Regions from separate parts of the Arachis hypogaea genome. Here region 1 is linked to region 2. A link is a contact called in public Hi-C data. All regions are on one chromosome and are shown on one strand. The core of a region is the stretch at or near the end of the contact, and the rest is flanking DNA. Distances in the headings are between cores, read along the strand shown. Region 1 holds the start of LOC112738235 (SPX domain-containing protein 1). Region 2 has its middle 12 kb from the start of LOC112735905.

What was found. Hi-C and Micro-C count contacts between places; a contact is called where the count stands out from the background.
Region 1: a contact with region 2 is called in a Hi-C map of an unstated tissue, with 2.7 times the contacts expected there. The contact joins the promoter of LOC112738235 here to the enhancer-like site in region 2. A contact is called at or near these places in 2 of 8 Hi-C or Micro-C datasets (leaf and an unstated tissue).

Annotation. Positions count from the first base shown.
Region 1 is chr13:43,758,432-43,763,982 of arahy.Tifrunner.gnm2.J5K5, forward strand. LOC112738235 (SPX domain-containing protein 1) reads left to right here and starts at 2,409. Exons shown (of 3, transcript XM_025788586.3): 1 at 2,409-3,095; 2 at 3,512-3,638; 3 at 4,329-5,083. The coding sequence starts at 2,802. The coding sequence ends at 4,771.
Region 2 is chr13:43,715,609-43,721,082 of arahy.Tifrunner.gnm2.J5K5, forward strand. No RefSeq gene overlaps it. Among protein-coding and RNA genes, the nearest start is that of LOC112735905, 12 kb to the left of the region's middle. Within about 2 kb of position 2,868, at least 3 of the 3 cell types and tissues checked have open chromatin away from gene starts, as enhancers often do.

The sequences.
Region 1 (5,551 bases), core at 1,159-3,658, 42 kb after region 2:
ATATTCCAAATGCCTTGGCATTATACCATGCGTTATAAATTAATAAACCTTAACTTCGCTTTCCCTTTGCTTAGGCCTTCTACCTTGCTGTGCTTAAATTTACTCAAACTTTTCTGCTTTTGTTGCAGTTATTTTTATTTTTAATTAATGTATTATCTTTTAAGTTGACACCACTATCTATTCCCATAGTTGGACCAGTTTGACTCATCTATAAAATTATCCATGATTTGATTACGAGATTGCTTAGGTTTTAAACGCACTATTAATAATAAAAGGTCATATGCTCGGTAAATATGATATTTATTTCCCTTTGTTTTCCCCTAAAACATATACATATATATTCTTAAGTATTTTTTTAATGTTAATATATAAAAAGTTAACTGATTTATATAATTACTAAATTTAAGATGAAGCATGGCATGGAATCTCATTCCTTCATAAAAGAGGTTATCATTGTATTTTCATATTCTATGCAATGAATATTTCCTTTTCATGACATATATATGTTGGGGAATTTTAAAAATATATGTTTTTGTTAGAAATTTTAGAGAGAGAACAGACAAAAAAAAGTTTGTGTGTATATAGAAAGATATTTATAAGTGTTAAAAGAATCGAAATAATAAAGATGTAATATCCTATAATAAATATTTAGATATGTTAAATAATGCTAATTGATCTAATTGATTCTAATTATACTCTAACATCTTCCCTAAAAATCAAGTGATAACTTGAGTTTGAAACTTATTTAAAACAATGAAACAAAAAAATGCATAAATTGATAAAACGGATGCAAATGGAATTGCCATAACAAAAAGCAGACGAAACAGCCAGAAGAAAGCGTAAATGGAATTGCCAGAAAAAAGCGTAGACAGAACTGCCAGAAAGAAGTGCAGATAGAACTGCCACAAGGAAGCGCATACGGAACTGCCACAAAAAAAGCGCAGGTGGAACTATTGGAAGGAAGCACAAACGGAATTGGCGAAAGAGAACGTAGACAGAACTACCAGAAGAAAACGCAGACGAAATTGTTGGAAGGAAACGCAGACGGAATTGTCGAAAGGGAACCAGACGGAACGGCCGGACGGCAATGCAGATGGAACTGTCGCAAGAGTGGCCAACTGTCGAAAAACTGTTAAAAAGATGGCGAACTGTCGTAAAAATACTGAAAATTTGACGAAGTGCAAAGAGATTACAAACTATCGGAAGGTGATAAAAAATTTATAGTTTCTCCATGAGAATAAATAAGTAGCAAGTGAATTAACCGGTGAACTGAGAAAGCATCAAAGTATTCATAAAAGAGAAAGAAAAAAAAATATCACTAAAAAAATATGAAAAATACCGTGATTTTACTCGAAAACAATCTATCCTTCTTAAAAAGAATACATGACTCTGATATCATATTAAAAAAAAATAAGAGAGAGAACATTAAAAAAAATTGTGTGTATTTAAATTATACAAAATAATACAAAATAAAATAATATTTATAAATACTAAAAAAATTAAAATAATAAAAATATAATATTTTATAATAAATATTTAAATATATTAAATAATACTAATTAATCTAATTAATTCTAATTATATTCTAACGGTTTTAAAGCAACAACATTTCGATTGTCAAGTTGTATAAAATACAAAATAATCTGACATGTATTCATTTAATCTTATATTCATTACATAATAATACATAAAAATATAAACAAAAACATTGAAATTTCATATTTGTTACTGAATCCAAATCATTTTTGAGTTCTTTATAAATCCAATTCTTATTTATTTTCTAAACCATAATTTATAAATATTCGCACTCACATATATCACATTAGAGCATTGCGTAACCAAAAACCAAAATTTCATCCTATAACAAATATGACTTTCTTTTAGAAGTAATAAAGCTATGAATAATTCTTAAACAAAATTGGAGACAAGTTTTATTATTAACAAAAACTTATAAATATTAAGTGATCAATATGTTTTCCTTAAAAATATTAAGATTATAAGTACAAATATAAGTCTTGAAAATTATAATTTATTTTATTTTATAGAATTTTTTTTATTTAATTATTTTGTTAATTTTACTAAATTTATAATCAATTTTTTTTCTTTCAGTTAACTATTTTTAATTTTATAATTAAATAATTTTTATATTAAAATTAATAAAATACTTATTTTAAAAAATATGTAGTTAAAAATTTAATTAAATTTTAAATTATAAATATTTTTAATTTATAAAAAATATTTTATTAATTTTAATATTTTTTATATTAATAAAAATATATTTATAAAATTAAAAATAATATATAAATTTAATTAAAAATTATAAAAAATAATTATAAATTTAATAAAATTATAAGAATTAAGAAAGTAATTAAAATTTGATAAGTATTGTAAATGAAAACTCACACCACAGATACATAGCACATAGCAGTGAGTATTAAAGCAAGTGGAGAAGCGCAACCACTCCCTTGGGAGGACAGTAGAGAGGGGAATAAAACCCAAGATATACTCCTATTTACGGATATTCCAACTATACCCTCGAATATTCTCTTCTCCTATACCGTTATATCTCTCACCTTCTCTCACTTCTCCCCTCTCCTCCTCCTCCTCTCCTTCCCTATCATCGCATTCGCAACCAAACTCATATATATTATATTCTTTCGCCTTCACACATTCCTCTATATTTATTATTTCTTCACACATACTATACCATACCAATTACCAACTCTTACAAATCACTACCTTCTTTTTTCTTCCATCTGAAATTTCATCTTTCTGTTCGTTTTTTTCTTTAACGGAAAGCCATGAAATTCGGAAAGAGCCTGAGTAACCAGATCGAGAAAACCCTACCGGAATGGCGCGACAAGTTTCTCTCCTACAAGGAGCTCAAGAAGAAGCTCAAGCAATTGGACCCTGCTCCTAAGTCCGACGACCGCCCTGCCAAACGCCCTAGGCTCGACGCCCCCGGAGATTCCGACTCCGCCGCGCCGGAAATCTCCAAGGAGGAACTTGACTTCAGGAATCTCCTTGAAAAAGAGCTCGAGAAATTCAATAACTTCTTCGTCGAGAAGGAGGAAGAGTACATTATCAGGCTCAAGGTGCGTAATTAATCTCTTCGACTCGTTAACTGATCCAAGAAATTTAAAAAGAAAGAAAGAAAGAAAGAAAAGTTCCGAATCTATTTTAAGTTTTATGTGGAATTTTAATTTAGTTAGCTTGATTAGCAATGAACATACCAGCAAATTATGAATTTGATTATTTTATTTGACATTTGATACGATGATATAATAAAATATTATATTTTAGGTCTCCTGTCTCCACTAGGCAAAGTAACTATTCTTGTTTCAATTTGGCAATGTCAATGCCAACTTTTATTCTCCAGAAAATTACTGGAACATTTTAAGCTAATTAATTAATTAGGATAAGCATGTTTAATTGGATTAATGTTTATTATAGAAGAGCTAGCTGGATATGTAAGTGTGTAACTAATGTTTGTTGCGGTTTAAATATGCAGGAGCTTCAGGACAGGGTGGCCAAGGTGAAGGTTTCCAGTGAAGAGTTGATGAAAATTCGCAAGGAAATTGTGGATTTTCATGGAGAGATGGTCTTGCTGGAGAACTACAGTGCCCTTAACTACACAGGTACTTTCCCAAGTTTTAATTGTCAACACTCAGCAAATATGTTAACTTACTTTTCATATATTCGTATTGAATTATTTATTATTATATTTACAAGTTGCAAACCTTTATATGATAAAATATGTGTCGCATTCACTTTATAATTATGCCATTTAAAATTATGCCATTTATGAATGCAATGGATGAGATCAAGAAATAAGATGGAATAGGATTCATTTCTAATTCATATTGTTCATTATTTCTTAAAAATCGGTGGACAACTTGTGACCATATGCTTATCTTGGAATAAAGAAATCTGAAAATTGAACATCCGGGCTTTTTGATACCCCATTATGGCTTATCATTCTTTGCTTTAGAATAGTATATGCCGAGCACCACAAATATTCCTGTTGAAAATTATGCACAGGCTAATCATCTAAAAGCTTAAACAATCAAACAGGGTAGTTCACCTTTTTATTTTATTCTTTAAAAAATATACTAGTTAGCTGTCGGTAGATGGTGATCTGGTCTTTAAACAATAAGCTGCGGTTTTCAACTTTTTAGAGAGATAGGTTTAGAGATAAGTTTCTGTGATTAGCCTCAATTTGGTTATTTTGAGCATTTATTGTGGATTATTACATAAGGTCTTTATCTTCTATCGAATCAGCAGCTCCAGACAACTAACTAATTGTAACCTCATTTTTCTATCCACAGGGCTAGTGAAAATACTGAAAAAGTATGACAAGAGAACTGGTGCTCTAATCCGGTTGCCCTTCATACAGAAGGTCTTGCAACAACCTTTCTTTACCACTGATCTGCTTTACAAGCTAGTGAAGGAGTGCGAAGCAATGCTTGATCGCCTTTTCCCGGTTATTGATTCTCCACCTTCTGGCGAGACAACTCCCCAAGCTGAAGGATGTGATCCTTCAACTTCCACCACTACCAAGAGCAATGGTTTCTTGATACCTAAGGAATTATCAGAGATCGAGTACATGGAGAGCCTCTACATGAAGAGTACCATATCAGCATTGCACGTATTGCAGGAAATTAGAAGCGGGAGCTCGACAGTTAGTGTTTTTTCGTTGCCGCCACTGAAGATTAGTGGATTGGAAGAAACATGGAAGAAAGTTCCAGTTCTGGAACAAGCAGCCAAGTAACTTGCTTGGTTGCTTTTCACGGCAGTGTGGTGGGGATGGCTTCTCTGTCCCACCCTTTTTCCCTGAAATCCGCCTTTGTTATGCACGGCTTAGATACTAACACTGATGTAATTCTAAATGTAAAGATGGAATTAATTTTTATATAATCATAGGGTTCCATATAATAAAGAGTCTGGAAATCACAGTTGTTCTGTTTTGACTGTTGATAGTTCGTTGACGGTCATATTCTATATCTGTAGCTAATATACTTAATAGTTATATATTTTGTATCTGCTTCATACTGTAATGTTATAGGTTCCAATTTGAAAATCATTTCTGTGGCTACGTGTGCCTTGCATATTTTTCCTAGTTGACAATAGATTGTAGCAAAACGCTGAGCTAGAGGTTGCAAACCTTAAGCTTTTGAGTTTTCAATATAGTGTAGTACAGCAGGTAGAACTGAAATGCTTCAAAAGTTTTAGCGTACCGAAGAGGCGAAGAGTGCAACTAAAACCAGAAGAGTTGCAAAACAAAGTGCAATCGGTAAAAAAAATCAGAGACAAGGGGCTTGGTGATAAAGGAGTAATGTGATTTTTAGTTCTCTGCCCGAGAACGTTTTGATTATCTGGACGTTAATCAGATTTAGATCATTTATTGCGCAACTTCTCTAGAGTTTTTAGAAGGTAAAAAATTGAACTCTGCATTAGAATGCTGGAACTTACTCCACATCATTCGAACAATAGACCAACTTGTTGTATATTGAAGTCATTCTAACTATCATCTAACCCTGCATTGGTTAGC
Region 2 (5,474 bases), core at 1,618-4,117:
ATTTTGCCAATCTCACACACAAAAACGATATCTTAACAGACAAAAATATAAATCTTTTAGGCATATTTTAAAGAGGAATATTAGGAGAAAAATATTTTAAAATTTCATTTAAAAAAAAACGTTTGCAATATTAATAATCATTCCATTGAAAACATAACAGAAAGAAGAAAAATAGAATTAAAGCCTACATTGTGTTGTCAATTAGTAATTACTCTTAGTTTATGAATTTTAATTTATATGTGAAAAATAAGTGAAAAACAAAATCAAAGCTTATAATGCTAATAAGGCACGCAAGAGAGAAAGTTGATACTTATATCACTATATATATATTTCTCTTGTATACTTTTCTTTTATAGTATAATTTTTTTTTTCATTTCTTATCAATATATATATATATATATATATATATATAATCCACCGAAAGGAAGGTAGCAATGTGTCTATCAAATTGCTATATTTCAAAGCTTATTGAATGAGTTAAATTATTACTCACATGTGCAATTAAAGAAAGATGACAATTATACTAACTAGCTAGCTAGTCCATGAGTTTAGCTCGCTTGTTATGAGCTTAATTATGCCAACAACATAATTTAATGTCTTTTGTTTCCTTTTTTCCTCTACCAACCCTCAAGAAATTTTTTCTTTATGTGAGTTATAACAATCGATATAAATCGATTAAGATAGATCAACGAACGACGAGAAGGAAATCACGTTATCGTTATTATAGACAAATGCTATATATCAACACCGAATTGGTTTTGGTCCCTCAACCATATATATGTCTCTAAAGTTTGAGCATCACAACTACATGCAGTGGGTACCCTAATGAAAGAACAGATAAGAGCAAGCTTCTAAATAGATTAATTAATAGACCAAGTAACTAATACTGCAAAGAACGTCCAAGGATGGTTGGCATATATTTGGTAAGGAAAATGAACCAAAATCAAACAAATACTCGAGTTTGATTTTCACCGTCGTCGATGTAAGGATCATTTCGATCAACTATGTTAACTGTAAATAAAAAATTGGTCCCTAATTAATTATTTATATATAATATATATTGTAATAAAAATATAAAATAATACATGTAAATTTAATTTACAGAAAAAAAAAAGGTGATACATAAGTACCTTTATCTATAAGTAGTACTAAAAATGACTTAAAACCATAGAAAAATTTTCAAATGTTGTAGAAATTAAATATCGGTGTTTTAATTATTTTAGTTATTAATTTTAATTAATCTATATTATATATGAGATTAACTGTTAAAATTATTGAAAAATTGGTATATTTAGAATACTTAAAATTTTTCCAAAATCATATAGTTTAACCTTGACGTAATGAATAGTATCGAACTTACCTTTTTTCCCTTAAAAAATACCATTTAATTTAAGTTTAATTATTTTATTAATTTTTATGATTTTATTAAATTTTTAATTAAGTTTTTATATTTTTTTTTTTACAATTATATTCTTATACTGTTTTTAATTTTATAATTAGATCATTTCTAATATAAAAAATATTAGAATTAATTGAATATATTTTTATAAATTAAAAATATTTATAATTAAAAATTTAATTAAATCTTTAATTATATATATTTTATTAATTTTAATATTTTTAATATAAAAATAATTTAATTATAAAATTAAAAAATATATAAAAATTTAATAAAACTAAAAAAATAATAGAATAATTAAATCTTTAGTTTATACATAACAGCATAATGTCCACGTATAGATATACCGTGCCATCTATTGTCCAGAGAAAGGAGCTCCCAGCCATACATTATAGATATTTCAACTTTCAAGTAATGAATCTTTGGTTTTTCATTAATGCTAGGGAAACAAAACAAATAGCCAAAATTTATTTTATTTAGCATCTATTAATTATTATAATAATTAATAAATATTAAATAAAATAAATTATGACTATTTTTGGTTGATTTTTTTTTTTGTTATTAAACATTTTCATTTTATTATATCTTTAATAAGACAAATCAATAATTACTTTGTTAAGGATCAAAATTTTATTTGAGAATTTAATATTAATTAATATATTTTTACATGCAGTAGAAAAGATTTAAATCTTTGACAATTAATTAAACAGATTAATAAACTAACCATTAATTTGACCCAAGTTAATTTTCAAGTAATGAATTCTGAGTTATTTTAAAAGAGAGAGTTTATGCATGGATGTAAAATTTGAAGGAAAAAATGTGATTTAATTTTAATTTGAATCTATAATATGTAATTCTTTTTCGTTTGGAGAAAAGTAACAACCAGATGATATATATATATATATATATATATATATATAATCCATTAATTCAGTAATAGTCTAAAAAAAATATAATAAACTAAAGTGTAGCATATCTTATATTTCAATATAAGAGTGTTTATTCTTGAAGCTATGGTTATATAAAAAGTGCATTATTTCATCCTACTTCAGTCTAGTTTTATTTATTTATTTATTTACTTTGATAATTTATTAATTGTTCCACCCACCAAAAGCATGCTAGGTGAGGAGCTACGTATTAATTTAAAAGACAAAATACAGAGCTGCCTCAAACTAGATATAGAAAAGGAGCCAACATGTGCAATCTATACCGCACATAAAATTACTTCATATATAATATATCCAAAAAAGAATATTCTTCTAACTCACTCATTAGAAGCTGATAGCAAGTTAGCAACAATATTCACTTTAATTTTTATGTGATAGGTATTTGATTTTTTGCTATTATACTTGACAACAGCTATATATTTTTCTGGCTCAGATGGCACGTTTTTTTTTTTTGGGTATATAGATGGCACTGTATGGAAGATGTGGAATGGGTCAGGCCACAACTCAAAACTCACAACGTTTAGACTTGGGCCTCCACACTGTGTCCTTGTGTAGAGCAAAGGACAACAAGCCGAAATGAATACCCGATGACCCTATATTTGTATATTTTTACAACCCCGCTGCCCACTCTCCCAAAAACATAAGGAGAACGAAGGACGCAAAAAAAAAAAAAAAAAAAAGGAAAAATGAATAAAAAGAACCTTATTAGTGTTTAATGTAATTTTTGAGTTCCAATTTTAATTTGGTTGCTATCCTTCTAAATTTTGTTATTTAATCTTGAAATTATTAGAGATATTGTTTTCTGTTTTTATTTTCTAATTGTTATAAATATTTTATTTAAGCAACAAGGACAACCTATTATTTCTATTTGATTTTTATGTAGAGGTCGAAACTGATTATGAATTATGGATTTTGGGATGGTCTATCGTAGATTTGGAATCTCAAGTGGAGAAGGCGTACCCTTGAGTGAAATAGTAAATACGGTAAAAAACTTCATATTACCCTACAAGATGCTTTCGGAAGATAATATCATTTGGAAGCTTTCGGAAGATGGATCCTTCTCGGTTAAATCTATGGCAATCACGGCTATTCGAGAAAAAATGGGTATTGTGGAATTCAAACACGGTGTAATTAAAGTTATATATTAAATAGTATTTTATCTTATTAATTAGGTACTCTTGAAGTATTCTAGTGTACATAGATGGTTAGATAGAGTATGTTTATTAGGGTTAGGATGTCTAATGTTCTTGTATATATATGGATAATAGTAATGATAAAGACATTAAAGCTTTTCATCCCTCAACTATCTTTTTTTCTCTCTTCAAAGCCTCCTCTCATATGATACTTGCTCCACTATTTTACCACTCGGTTTGAACAGAGTTTTGTTATGATGCGGTGAGCGTGGAGCCTACAACAAAGTGTGAATCTTTCGCTGAGAACATGTAGTGAGAGTAGCTCGTGAAAGATAGATCTAACCTATTTATTCATTAATGGCAACGAATGAGGCAGAGGTGATGAATCCAAAACACGCAAAGTTTTGCTGCAGCAGATTTTCAGAATTTTGCAAAGATGATGGCTCAGTTTCAAGCTTTCCAAGCCACTTCTAGATCTAACACCAACCTTCTTCAAGATCCTTCAAGTTATTACTACCTTCACCCAAGTGAGATACTTGAAATCGCTCTCACAACCACACTGAACTACCACACCTGGTCTACATCTGTGTGGATCTGTCTAAAATCGAAGGATAAAATTAGATTCATTGATGGCACGTTACTCAAACCAGCTCCAACAGATGATTCATATGATGCTTGGGATCGTTGCAACACGGTTGTGCTGTCATGGCTACATGGATCATTGAGTCTAGAAATTTTGCAGAGTGTACTGTGGTGTGATAATGCACACGAACTGTAGAAAGACCTCAAACATCAATTTTATGAGGGTGATCTATTTCGGATTGCTGAGCTTGAGGAAGATCTGTTCAGCACAAAGCAAGGTGAGTTATCCATCATCTCTTACTGTACAAAACTGAAAAGGATCTGGGAAGAAATAGACGAATTCAGACCCATACCAACTTATGCTTGCTTGAGTAATTGTAGCGATGGATTAGACATAATGAGGCAATATAGGTTGCAGTCTTATATGATTCGTTTTCTTAGAGGTTTAAATGACCAATATGCAAGTATGCGCTCCCATATTATGTTGCTTAAACCCCTTCCAGATGTGAATACTATTTTTTCTCTACTTCTTCAACAAGAAAGACAAATGATGCATCTCATTGAATCAGATTCTAGAATACTAATGAATGCTGTTCACACTAAATCTATAGGTGAAGGAGAGACTTACCAGCCTAGTCAAGGCAGTGCTAAATTTATCAATACTGGAGGTGAAAAAGGTAAATTTGGGGCCAACAATGTCAGAGAAAGAGGAAGAGGGCGTCATAAAGGTGGCAAAGGTACTACTAGAGGAGCTCCCAAATTTTGCTCTTATTGTGGAAAACAAGGTCACTTGGTGGATACATGTTACCAGAAGCATGGCTTTCCACCACATTTGCAACCAAATTACTCTAATGGAGTACCTCTTTTAGCTAATTTAGTGAACTCAGTGATAGTTGTGAGTAATACAGAATGTAATCCCACACCTGTTATCCAAAATGAAGGCAAGATCAGTTTGGATGGGATATTCTCGGATAGACAGAAAGAAGCACTTATTGCACTATTCCAGCAACATGAAAAACCTCTTCATGATGAAAATTTAGCAACCATTCATACTCCTTTAGCCAGTATATTTCATCTCATTTCTCATTCCGATTTTGAATTGAATTCTAAAGATTGAATCTTAGATAATAGGGCAACTGCTCACATTTGTTTTAGTCTTAAACATTTTTATTCTATTAAATATATTAATCCAGTTAAAATTGTCATGCCAAATGGTTCACAAACTATTACAACCTTATGTGGAACAATTTTTTTTCAGCTGATTTTTATTTGAGTGAGGTTCTATATGTACCAAATTTTAAATGTAATCTCATTTCTATTTCAAAAGTTACTAATGCCTTATCTTGTTGTTTTATGTTCAATACTCATAATTGTGAGATTTAGGAGCGGCCTACCTTGAGGATGATTGGAATT